2 separate regions of the Rattus norvegicus genome follow, and region 2 is linked to region 1. Evidence: chromatin contacts called from public Hi-C data. All regions are on one chromosome and are shown on one strand. Each heading gives the region's core, a stretch centred on a gene start, on an enhancer-like site or on the middle of the called end of the contact. The rest is flanking DNA. Distances are from core to core; before and after follow the strand shown. Region 1 holds the start of Patl1 (PAT1 homolog 1, processing body mRNA decay factor). Region 2 holds the start of Zfp91 (zinc finger protein 91).

Region 1 (5,354 bases), core at 2,533-5,032:
TTAGAGAAATCTAGACACAAGTATATACGGTTTATAGCTTTTCCTGTGTTTTAGGGGTTACTGCTAAACTACCTTCTAAATACAATTTGCAATTTGTATCACCTCTCAGTGCTTGTAATTCTAGTCTACACAGCTTCCTTTGCTATCTCCATGGAGACAGCATCTTGGATCGTACCATGCTCCTGAACAATCTCATTTCCTAACTCTGGCTATCCTCTAAGATTCCGTAACTCTTCTCTCTACTGAGCACTGCTTCCATTGTTAGCGCATTTCTTGCTGCTCTCCCTCAGGACAGTTTTGGTTTTCTACTGATTTTTGCAAACAGGAGACAAGAACAAACCTTTCCAATTTTTCCACTTCACTTAACTCTGTGAGCTCTGAAGACTTAACTGTTTAAATTATTGCAATCAGTATCTACTGTTAGGATTTTAAAAGGCTTTTGGTACTGAACACCTTGGGATAACCCACTAGTGCTGTATTTTTCTGGGCTTTCTTCATTATTTAACTTGAAACACTTGTTGTACAGACTGAACTTTGGCAATTCCCCCTAAAATCACAAATAGTTACACACACCCCAACCTAAACACTGCATTCCACTGCTACTGCTGAAGCAGGAATATCTACATTTCAGGTTTTCATCTGTACTCTACTTGTTCTTTATAAACTATCTTGTTATTCTACTTTCTCTGTACTTGTTCTATGGACAAGTTATTAATTTATGAAGATATTTTATCACCCAACTTTATATAGTGTTGCCACTGTACTGAAAAAACTGAGACAGTAGAAATTATTATGCTAGTGATAGCCTACGAGCTTCCTCCCACTTTTGAGGGTGTATGAGATAGGGTTTCTCTGTGTAGCTTTGGCTGTCCGGGAGCTCTGCCTTCCAAATGCTGGGATTAAACGTATATACCACTGCCTGGCTTTTTCTTCCCTTTTTTGGGATCCTCCCCCACTCCCCCATATAGTCTAGCTAGCCTAGAACTCAAGTTTTTCCTCTATCTGACTGTGGTAAAGTGAATTTTAAAATGTCTTACATACTAGATCAGAATATTCGATACATCTATTAGTTTTCCTTGTATTCTTTACAAATACGTCCTTTATCCAGGATTACTTTCAACCTCATTTAAATGTTTACTTTTCCAATTATTTCCTTATAATATCAACCTAGAGCTATGGAGAATTGAGAATACCTGTTATAGGTGAGGCAAAGAGGCCCAGGTGACCAGAACAGAAGATGAACTGTTATGACTTAGTGAAGGCTATATTATATAAACAAAACTGGGTCAGGAAGAATACCCAGCTCACCTGAGTAGATAAAACCAATTCATGTACAAGTCTGACGATCTGAATTCAATCCCTAGAACACAGCTGGATGCACAGGTCAACATCTGTAATCCCAGTATTTCTACTTTGGGACAGGAGATGGAGACACAAGAATGACCCAAATTGTTGGGCCACCTAGTCTGAAATATGTAGCACTGTGGAAGAAACAAGAGAGATCCTGTCTTAACGAGGTAGAATGTGAGCTCCAGCTCTTGAGGTCTTTTTTTGGCCTTCACAAAACAGCCATGCCACACACTTACCTACACTTGTGCATACACAGAAAACTCACATTAGAGGTTGACCTAACACCAAAGTACTTGATGAGATCAACGAAGACAGTAATAAAAGATGTCACTTACCAACTGCACCTGATCCAAATGTATCATCATTAAATTGATCAATTTCTTCATCTTCTTCTCCCAGGCCCTGAAATGCATCTTCATCTTCATCTAGAGGACAATCCTCCAAAGACTACGGGAAGAAAAAAAAGGATTAACTTCTCATCACATTTATGTAGTCATTTAAAGTTGGACCCTTTAAATGATTTTTTAAGATTTATTGTAGATGAACACACAATTTCTTTATATAACTGTCTGAAATAGTGGTAATTATAAATGAACACTTTATTATCATGCAACCTTTTCAACAAAATTACATCGTCCTCACTATATCCATGTCGTTTTCTCAATGCTTTTAAATCTGTCCATCTTTCTTCCTCTTTCCGGTAGGACTAAACTCTAGCCAGAAAGCAGAAAGCAATCATTTTCAGCCAGAATGCAGATTAAATATTAAAAAAACAATCACAACTTCTTGTTCTACTCTTATAAAGTTGCCTAATAGGAAACTTGAAAAAACATTTTAATTTCTTTTTATTTTATATGCATTGGTGTTTTGCCTGCATACATGTATATGTGATGGTGCTAGGTCCCCTGGAACTGTAGTTACAAGTTATGAGCTGCCATGTGGGTGCTGGGAATTGAACCCAGGGTTTGTGGGAGAGCAGCCATTGCTCCGGCTCCCAGACAACTCTCCCAGACAACTTCTGAGGACCCACTATGTCTTCACACTCTATACTAGGTACTAAATCTCAGTCCCTTAAACTGTAATTCTGAGCCAAACACAACTTGATGAAAGAAATCTGTGTGAAGATCAAAGGAGGCAAAGATTTTAGAAAGCTGAATATTAGCTAGACTCACCATAACATCTTGGGTATGTTCTACTTTATTTTGTTTTAGTTACTGTTTCTCTAGGTACAGGATGGCTTAGCACTCCTGATTCTCCTGCCTCAGCCTCCAGGGAGTAAAGATCACTAGACAAGCTTAGTAAGTATATGCTAATTTCAATCATTTCTCCCAATTCAAATTTATTCAGTTTACCAAGTTTTCTTTGCTTCTGGCAACTTATATTCACAGTATCTCATCATCACTCTTCATCTTTTCACAAAGTGAGTTGAGTCACATATGTAAAGTCAAGCATTCTATTGTTTTCAATGTTCAAAGATTCCAAAATGGAATTCCACACAGTAGTGTTACAGCTTGTGATATAACTTACCTGGGAACTCTGAAGGGCCTTTCTACCCAATCTTCCTCCCCTAAAGAGCCAGTCCTGCAACTGCCTCCATACCAGAAGCAACTTCTAGCAACTCTTTATATCACAACGATCTACTGGGCCAAATCAGGATGGCTCAGTAAGGATTTTCCTAGCTCAGTCCCTAAACTATAAATCCGGAATCTGTTTGGCCCCAAGATTAGGAGTTGCTCAAGGTCACACAGCAGTAAATGACCGTCAGCAAACAGCTACATTCTCCAGGCGTCACCAAACCCACACTTTCCTCCATTCACCTAGAAGGAACTTCTGGGGGACACGCCCCCTCCCCACTCCGAGCCTTCCTTACAAGCTGACTTTAGTCTCAGCCCAAGGGCCAGTTCCTAACCCTCCACCTGACCGCTGCCCGCGTACACACGGGTGTGTGTAATCCGGGTGAAGGGGTTCCGGGTGCAGGGCGGGAAACGCTTCCGTGGGCATTCCCCGGGGATTTTGCCACGGAGTAGGAGCAATGCAGGTCTCCAAGGCAGCTCCACGAGCGGAGGCGCAAGGAAAGGGTCAGGTTACCGCACTTAACGGGCTCTCCCAGCCGCAAACCAGCGGCCGGCTCTAGCCAGTCCCGCCCCCCGAGGTGCGCTTCGGGCCCCACCCGAGCCCGGCGGCCGAAGCCAGGTCGCCAGCCGTCCGCGCCCTGCCCCCTCCTCAGCCGCACAAGACCCGCGCGACGGGCAGCAGAGGAAAAAGGGGGCGCGCGGGCGAGGGAGGGGTCATTTCCGGTCGCAGCCACTCACCTCGTAGCGGAACATTCTTGGGGAAGGGGGAAGGGAGCGGGGAGGGGAGTGGGGGGAGGGAGGGAAAAAAAGCGCCGACTCCCCGGGCTGCTCCGCGCGCGCGGGTCTCCCACCGGCTCGCGACCCCTGGCCGCCGCCGTACGCCGGAGCGTGCGTGGGGACGTGCGCAGGCGCGCCTCGGGCTGGGCGGGCGCCTCGGCGGCTGCAGCTGCGCGGGGACAGATTTGGCGTTTGACTTCCTAGTGTGAGCGGCGGGAAAGAGATCCCTAGGCAAGACACTGCGCACGCGCGGCCGTCGGGGCTGAACCAGAGAGCCTGAGCTTGCGGCTCCTCCTCCGTACTCCCAGCGGCACTCTTGCGCTGTGCTTTTCAGTCACGAGATTCCCGTCACTGACTGGGCGGAGAAAAGCCTTGTGAATGTCACAGGATGCGACCCTAAAGCGACTGCTGAGAAAATCGGGGATTTTATTTTTGGGTGGTTTCACCTAACGTCCAGTGCCCTTCTCGGGGTGCCTGGACTTGATCTGTGAGGGGGAATAGTGTGGAAAATCAGTGTTCTGGAAAGGGACGGGTCGCTGGCTGAATCAGCAGGGAGACCAAGGCTGTGATTAATAGAGGCCAAAGTGTTGACAGCATCTGTTTTCAGGAAAAAGACAAGGCACATTTAAAGAGGGTTATTTAAAGTGATATTTTTAGATGCCAGGCGCTTCAGGCCGTTGGGAAGCGGGAGAGCCCTAACGGGCCGCGCAGCCTTAGGGTTGGGGTCACCGTAGCAAGGTCAGTGAGCTTGAGTGCGCTGTAGACAACCATTTCCGTTCAGGATCAAGCCCAGAGGAGTTTGCTCAGCTTGCAAGCCTCAGCACCCTGGTTCTAGCAGCTTTGGTGCTTTATTGCCTCTAGTGAGTCCGTCTGAGTGGGTGTCTTAATTTTTATTTTATTTTTGAAACAGGGTTTCTCTGTGTAGCACTGGCTGTCTTGTTATTCACTCTGTAGACCAGGCAGCATAGCTCCTCCTGCCTTTGCCTCAGAGTGTTGGATTAAAGGGGAACAATGTCACTCACTACCCCCTGGCTCTTGTCTCACCTGGGAATGAATGGTGCACTTTAATTCCTTAACACATGACTGTTAACGGGACTGGGTTAATCAACTAGCTTACTATAAGCATTGGATTTGAAAATAGAAGTTCTGGATTGGGAAATGTCAGTTTTTCCACTGCTATGAGAAACTGGGCATGTTTTTCTAAACATCTGACCCTTCATGTTTTCTTTCATAAAATGGGTATAATTATATCTATCTCACCAAGTAGAATACATTCTCTGCTCTAAGTAGATAGCCTTAAGCCTCTCACTGCAAAGTGTTGCAGGGTTGGGTAGCTAAAATGTCTGAATTCCTAAATCGGATCACTTAAGAGCAAATCCACTTGACTCTTTCTTTCTTTCTTTCTTTCTTTCTTTCTTTCTTTCTTTCTTTCTTTCTTTCTTTCTTTTTTTTTTTTTGCCTCCCTCCCCAATCCACTTGACTCTTAAAGAGAAGGCAAGGTAAGCTAGTAATTGATTTTCAAGAGTTATGAAACTTTCGTGTGAGGTAACAGGCTCTTACGATTATCAAAGTACCAAGAGGCCATTTAGACCAAGAGCTATCAAACTCTGGTCAGACTTATTTTGTAAGCCTGCCAGCCCGCATTTACAAAAT
Region 2 (5,379 bases), core at 1,093-3,592, 1.1 Mb before region 1:
TTAATCTTATTGTGCCTTTGTTCATCTCAAAAGGAAAAACACATTTACAACAGGCCCACCTACAGAAGGCAGTATGTAAAAATCTACACTATATAATTATGACCTGTGAAATGGGTTTTGTCCAGGTGTTTACCAGTATATAAACAGGCACAGGGAGTAGTAACTGGCTAAAAGGACAGGATAAAGAGAGAGTTTTGTTACTTAATACAAAATCAGTTTACTTTAATATGTAATCTTGCTTCTGAAGTGCAGTGACCATCTTTTAAAAGGAACAAGTCATTCGTTTTACTAAGACCTTTTTTAAGAGGCTAGTTTTTTGTATTACTGTAAGCAGCCATTGGATGTCAGTGCTGTTCCAAACGTGCTCATTGCAAAGAACTGCAAAAAATTATTCCTATTGACACTGTCGGTTTTTACAACTGAAAAGGACACTAATCCTTTGAAAGTGCAAAACTCAGTAAAGACTATAAAGCATTTGCCTTATGTGTGTGGCAAATGAATCAGATTCTGAGAGGTAAAAGAAAGAAAGAAGAGAGAGAGAGAGAGAGAGAGAGAGAGAAAGAAAAGAAAAATGAACTAAAATTTAATGGCTAATGTAAAATTCAAAATTAGATTTCCAAACTTTGCATCTACCCATCCTCCTTTGTAGCATTTAACTTAAGACGTTTCCATCTTCGAAGAGTAAGGAGTCTCCTTGAAAGTTGTTTCCTGATTACAACGCGTAAAAAGCAAACTAAAGAATGCAAACAAAGGTTAAGAAATGCCTACAAACGTGTTAAGAGGGAAAAAAACCACAAGAGTCTGCATTACCACCAGCTGCGGTTTGAACAATTGGAAAGCCCCCTTTACTCATCAGGAAGGTACTTAGCTGCAAACGCTAGACAGAGCTGCTATTATGACTGTGCTTCCTGTGCTGCAGAAACATCTACAAACCGCAAAGGCATGCAGCCTCTGGGCGGAGAACGTGACGGACCGCTAGCTTCTCCACAAAAATCACTGGGAGTCACGCTAATCGCCTCTCCAGCTTCATCTCAGGGACCACAGTCAACGCCAATTCCAAGACGCCTTATTCCTACTAGGAAACCACTTTACAATCAGTCCTACATGTTTTATTAAAATTGAATTCACAGAGGCATAACGAGTCCATGATCTCCAGGACCTAACGAGTGAAAGGCTCAACACAAGATGGAGGAATGAAAACGAACGTAGCAGGTCGTAGAAGCCTCAAATGAACAAACCGAAGTAAGTAAAGACTATGACAAGGGCACTTCAGAGCACTTACACAAAAAGATTAACAGTAGAAGCAGAATTCTCTCCCAAGCACCCCTAACCTATAATTGGCTCAATATTTGTGCCAGATCTACGCAGGCGTCCCGGCCTAACCCGGAAGCAATGCCTCGCCGAACCGTAAACTCGGACCGGGAAAAGCTCCCAGCCTTCCTTCTGCCTCTAGTTTCCCATAATTTCCCTAGAAACACAGACTAAAAAGGACTACGTCCCCCAGAATGCCCTTAGCGAAGTTGGCCTTGCGCATGCGCCTCAAAACTATCCCGCGCAGTCTCCTCAACCCCGCCTCTATCCTATCGCCGCCATTTTTGGGGACTTTCATCCGGCAACGGACAGGGCCTTTTTTTCTTAAAGGAGAAGCTGCAACGCAAATAATTTACCACTTCTCCCCTCAAGAGCTGGCGGCGCTGGGGACAGAAAAGCCAGAGCAGGAAGGTGGGGGTCCGAGTGGAGGCGGGATAACGTCCAGGCTACTTCTTAGGCTAGTAAGAACCCTTGAGGGAACAGCGGTGCCTCCGGGAGGCAGGTGCGCGCGCAGCCGGCAGGGGGTTGCGCGCGAGGCTGGGAAAGGTGCGTTTTGTCCTCGCCACCGCCCTCGTCAGCCCTGTCCCTCCCACCGCCCCTAGCTTGATCTGAACTCCAGAGGTGGGGGGGGATAAAAAGGTCACTTTGGGATTGTCGCGAGACGCAGCCGTTTAACGGTGAGAACGGGCGCGCGGGGAAGGAAACCTCGCGCTCTCCCTCAGAGCCGTTTCCTGATTGGTTGAAGGAAGGGGTGGGGGAGGGCACCGAGTGCGCTGCTGCGTGTGAGAACACGAGGGGCTGGGCCGGGGAGCCGATCCTTCTCCCCGATTGGCTCGCTGCGTGTCTGTACGGGTGCGCGCGTGCGCGCCGCCGGCGGTCGCGAGCTTGAGTGGCAGGGGGCGGGTGGGGGGGCGCCCTCGGAACGGGCGGAGGGGCGGGGGGAGAGAGGCGCTCCGGAGTGAGGGAGCCGGACGCTCCGGGAGCCGAGGGGGGCGGGGGGAGCTGCGCCGGGGGCGCCGCCGCCTCCACCGCCTGGGACGCAGGGGTGGGGGACGGACGAGCCCCGATGCCGGGGGAGACGGAGGAGCCGCGATCCCCGGAGCAGCAGGACCAGGAAGGGGGCCCGGCAGCGGCGGCCGACGCGGCTTCGGACGAGCTCCGGTCCGGCGTGGCGGCGGCGGCGAAGCCTGCAGAGACTGCGAGCAGCCGCGTGCTGAGAGGAGGTCGGGATCGCGGCCGGACCGCTGCGGCCGCCGCCGCCGCCGCTGTGTCCCGCCGGAGAAAGGCCGAGTATCCCCGCCGGCGGAGGAGCAGCCCCAGCAACAGGCCTCCCGACGGCCACGGGCATCAGCCCGCGGCCGCGAAGCCCCCGTCTCCTGCTCAGGGCAAGAAGAGTCCGCGACTCCAGTGAGTAACAGTCTTTGAAGCGTTGGGGAAGACCCCCCTCTAGTTCTTACACTACCCTCCCGGCTCCCGTAGCGCTCGCTCCACGTGACACCCTGCTTGCTCTGCCCCCTGCCGGCTCTGCACGCCAGATGTCACGGCGCTGGCGGCCAGGCTCCCGCTGCTTCGCAGCCTGTGGCCGCCAGCCCACGCCCGAAGTAGCCCTGTGCAGGCTGCACGCCCTCTGCCTCCCGCCTACTCAGTCCTCACTCTGGCTTCTGCGCCCCCTTTGTCAACCTATCGCTTCCAGTGTTACCTCTCATACCCGTTAGGAAATCAGCCGCACCATTACTAGCCCTGAAGAGTGTTTTTACTTGTTATTAACTTACCTTTGAGCCACTTACAAGGTAGCCTTTCTCGCCCTTCTAAGTGGTCAGGTTCATTTGTATGGTCATGGTGGAAACACGGCTGTGCCAAATACAAGTATATTAACTACATGTATAGTTCTTTGTACGAGTGTGTGAACTTTTTCTTTATGAGTATATTTTAACGTAGGTACTTACTCTTAAAATTACATTGATATGAATTATTACTTTGAACTAATTAGAGGCCCTTAACAGATGGCCAGGAGCGTAAATATTTTTAATTGCTCATTAGAGTAATACTTAAGAATAGTTAAGTTCATGAGTTTCTAAGTCAGACGTTTTAATCAAATTAGCTATTCACTGTTGCGAATATTATGTCATTTGATTTACAAGTGGAGAAAAGAAAATAAAAACAGGGACTTCGGTTTCAGATAACCTGTAACCTCCCAGAAGAAAGAGTGCAAGAGCTTGGCTTACCTTAGACCTAGGAAATTTTTAAAGCTTAGAAACAAGCTTGCTCCAGAATTAAATCTGTGACTTGGAACAGTTGCATAAGAAGCCTCAGGAATAAAAGCCAAATGTATCATATTTTGCTACTAGAGTCTTTTCCCCGGTTTTGAATGTGATTTAAGTTAACAAAGTTAACTTCTATAAGAAAACTTAGGAACTATAGTTCTATGAAAAGTAAAAGTCTCCTTACAAAGTTTTAAGCCGAATTGAAAATTGTAACTGCTGTATGTACATTTTTAGAAAAATCTTAATGTACTTAATCTCACAAATTTGAAAATATGTAAATCATTATTCTTACTTGGGCATAAATTCCTTAGGGAAAATCTTTAACCTATGTGTCCTTCAGTTTCTTCTCTGTACACAGTTATACAATACAACGAATAATCTATATGGTCAGAGTTTGTGCGTATTAAATATATTGTGCAGCCATTTCACACAGTGTCTTACACATTAAAATACTAAATTCAACTTGTTCTTTGAGGAGTGGTAGCCAGAGGCAGGAGTACTTTATAGTGGTATTTTTGTGTAGGTTTTGTAAAGTTTTGTGGTTTTATATTATTTTACATAAAGCTGCCACTTGAGAATTATTTAAGTACATCAGAATCAAGTTAAATTATACATAGAATGGTGTTTAGCTTTTTCCTACATGGTAGGAAATACTAATGGACCTTGAAGCCTACAATGTAATTGTGGAAGCAGTTGATCTTGGATGAATATGATTACTTGTATTAATTTTTTTAATCACAGTTGTCCTTGTGAAGAAAAAGCAATCTTAATGTTTCTTCACATCTAGTACTATCAATAGTTATGATCTTTACTTTATTTTGCCTTCAGATTTATCCCTTGTTCATGTATTTAAGATTATACCATTTTACCAGATTCTTAAAATTTTCATCATTTTTATTGCACATTTTTACTTATCAGCAGCCCACAAATCAGATAGATCTCAATACATTCTAGCTTTGCAGTCCTTGTTTGAAAAGTAACTAGGGCTAGTACTGTTAACTCCTCTAGGCAGTACAGCACTAAATTAGATCTGGCCTTGTCTTCAAGGACGTTGGTAAGGAAGGAAACGTTGATTAGCACTCATTAATTAAACTTGTGCACATGGTTTGCAGATGTTCTGTAACAATTTTTTTTTAAACTATGCAGGACATTTAATTGCAACAGAGTATGACATGTACATTAAGCAACAAGTTCAATCTTTGAAAGATGAAAAACAGACTAACATTATTTGACATCCTTAAAGCATGGCATTTACCCAATATTTCAGAATATTGATACTCAAAGTTTGGTTCAAGATCAGTGACACTGGGAAGAACACAGGAAACTTACAACTTGACTTTGCATATATGGATCACCTGGATTTTTTTCTGCATGCAGTCTTAATGTAATGGATGTTTCACTGTCCTTTATTTAGGGATCTAATCTATGCCTGGCGGGACAATGAACTTTTAAAATTTATATTCTATTTATCCTTTGAGACATGCAGTTTTGGGTGTCAGTGTACTGAACTCTGACCTTGATTAAGCTCTTCCAAATAAAATGACATTTAGAAGGGAGATGAGAAATGTAATTATTAAATTATTATAATAAATGTGTTCTTTTCAGATCCTTTTCCCTCCCTAGTTTTTCATCCACTTTCCCTATCCCTGCTTTTTTACCTACAAAGTTCCTGTGACCTATTAACCTGTATTTGTTTCTTCCAATTAAAGAAATAGCCAAATATACAAAATCATTTAAAATATCAAAAACATAGGTTTAGATTAACTAAAATTTGTGTTATTAATGGACGACATTATATAGTGGA

Evidence for each region. A called contact is a pair of places that touch in the nucleus more often than the background predicts.
Region 2: a Hi-C map of liver shows a contact between it and region 1, with 4 times the contacts expected there. The contact joins the promoter of Zfp91 here to the promoter of Patl1 in region 1. A contact is called at or near these places in 2 of 12 Hi-C or Micro-C datasets (liver and psoas muscle).

What each region holds. Positions count from the first base shown.
Region 1 is chr1:218,254,303-218,259,656 of GRCr8, reverse strand. It overlaps Patl1 (PAT1 homolog 1, processing body mRNA decay factor), which reads right to left and starts at 3,782. Exons shown (of 19, transcript NM_001108520.2): 1 at 3,663-3,782; 2 at 1,686-1,797. The coding sequence starts at 3,677.
Region 2 is chr1:219,349,381-219,354,759 of GRCr8, reverse strand. It overlaps Zfp91 (zinc finger protein 91), which reads left to right and starts at 2,342. Exons shown (of 11, transcript NM_001169120.1): 1 at 2,342-2,718. The coding sequence starts at 2,378. It also overlaps a transcript of Lpxn not described here.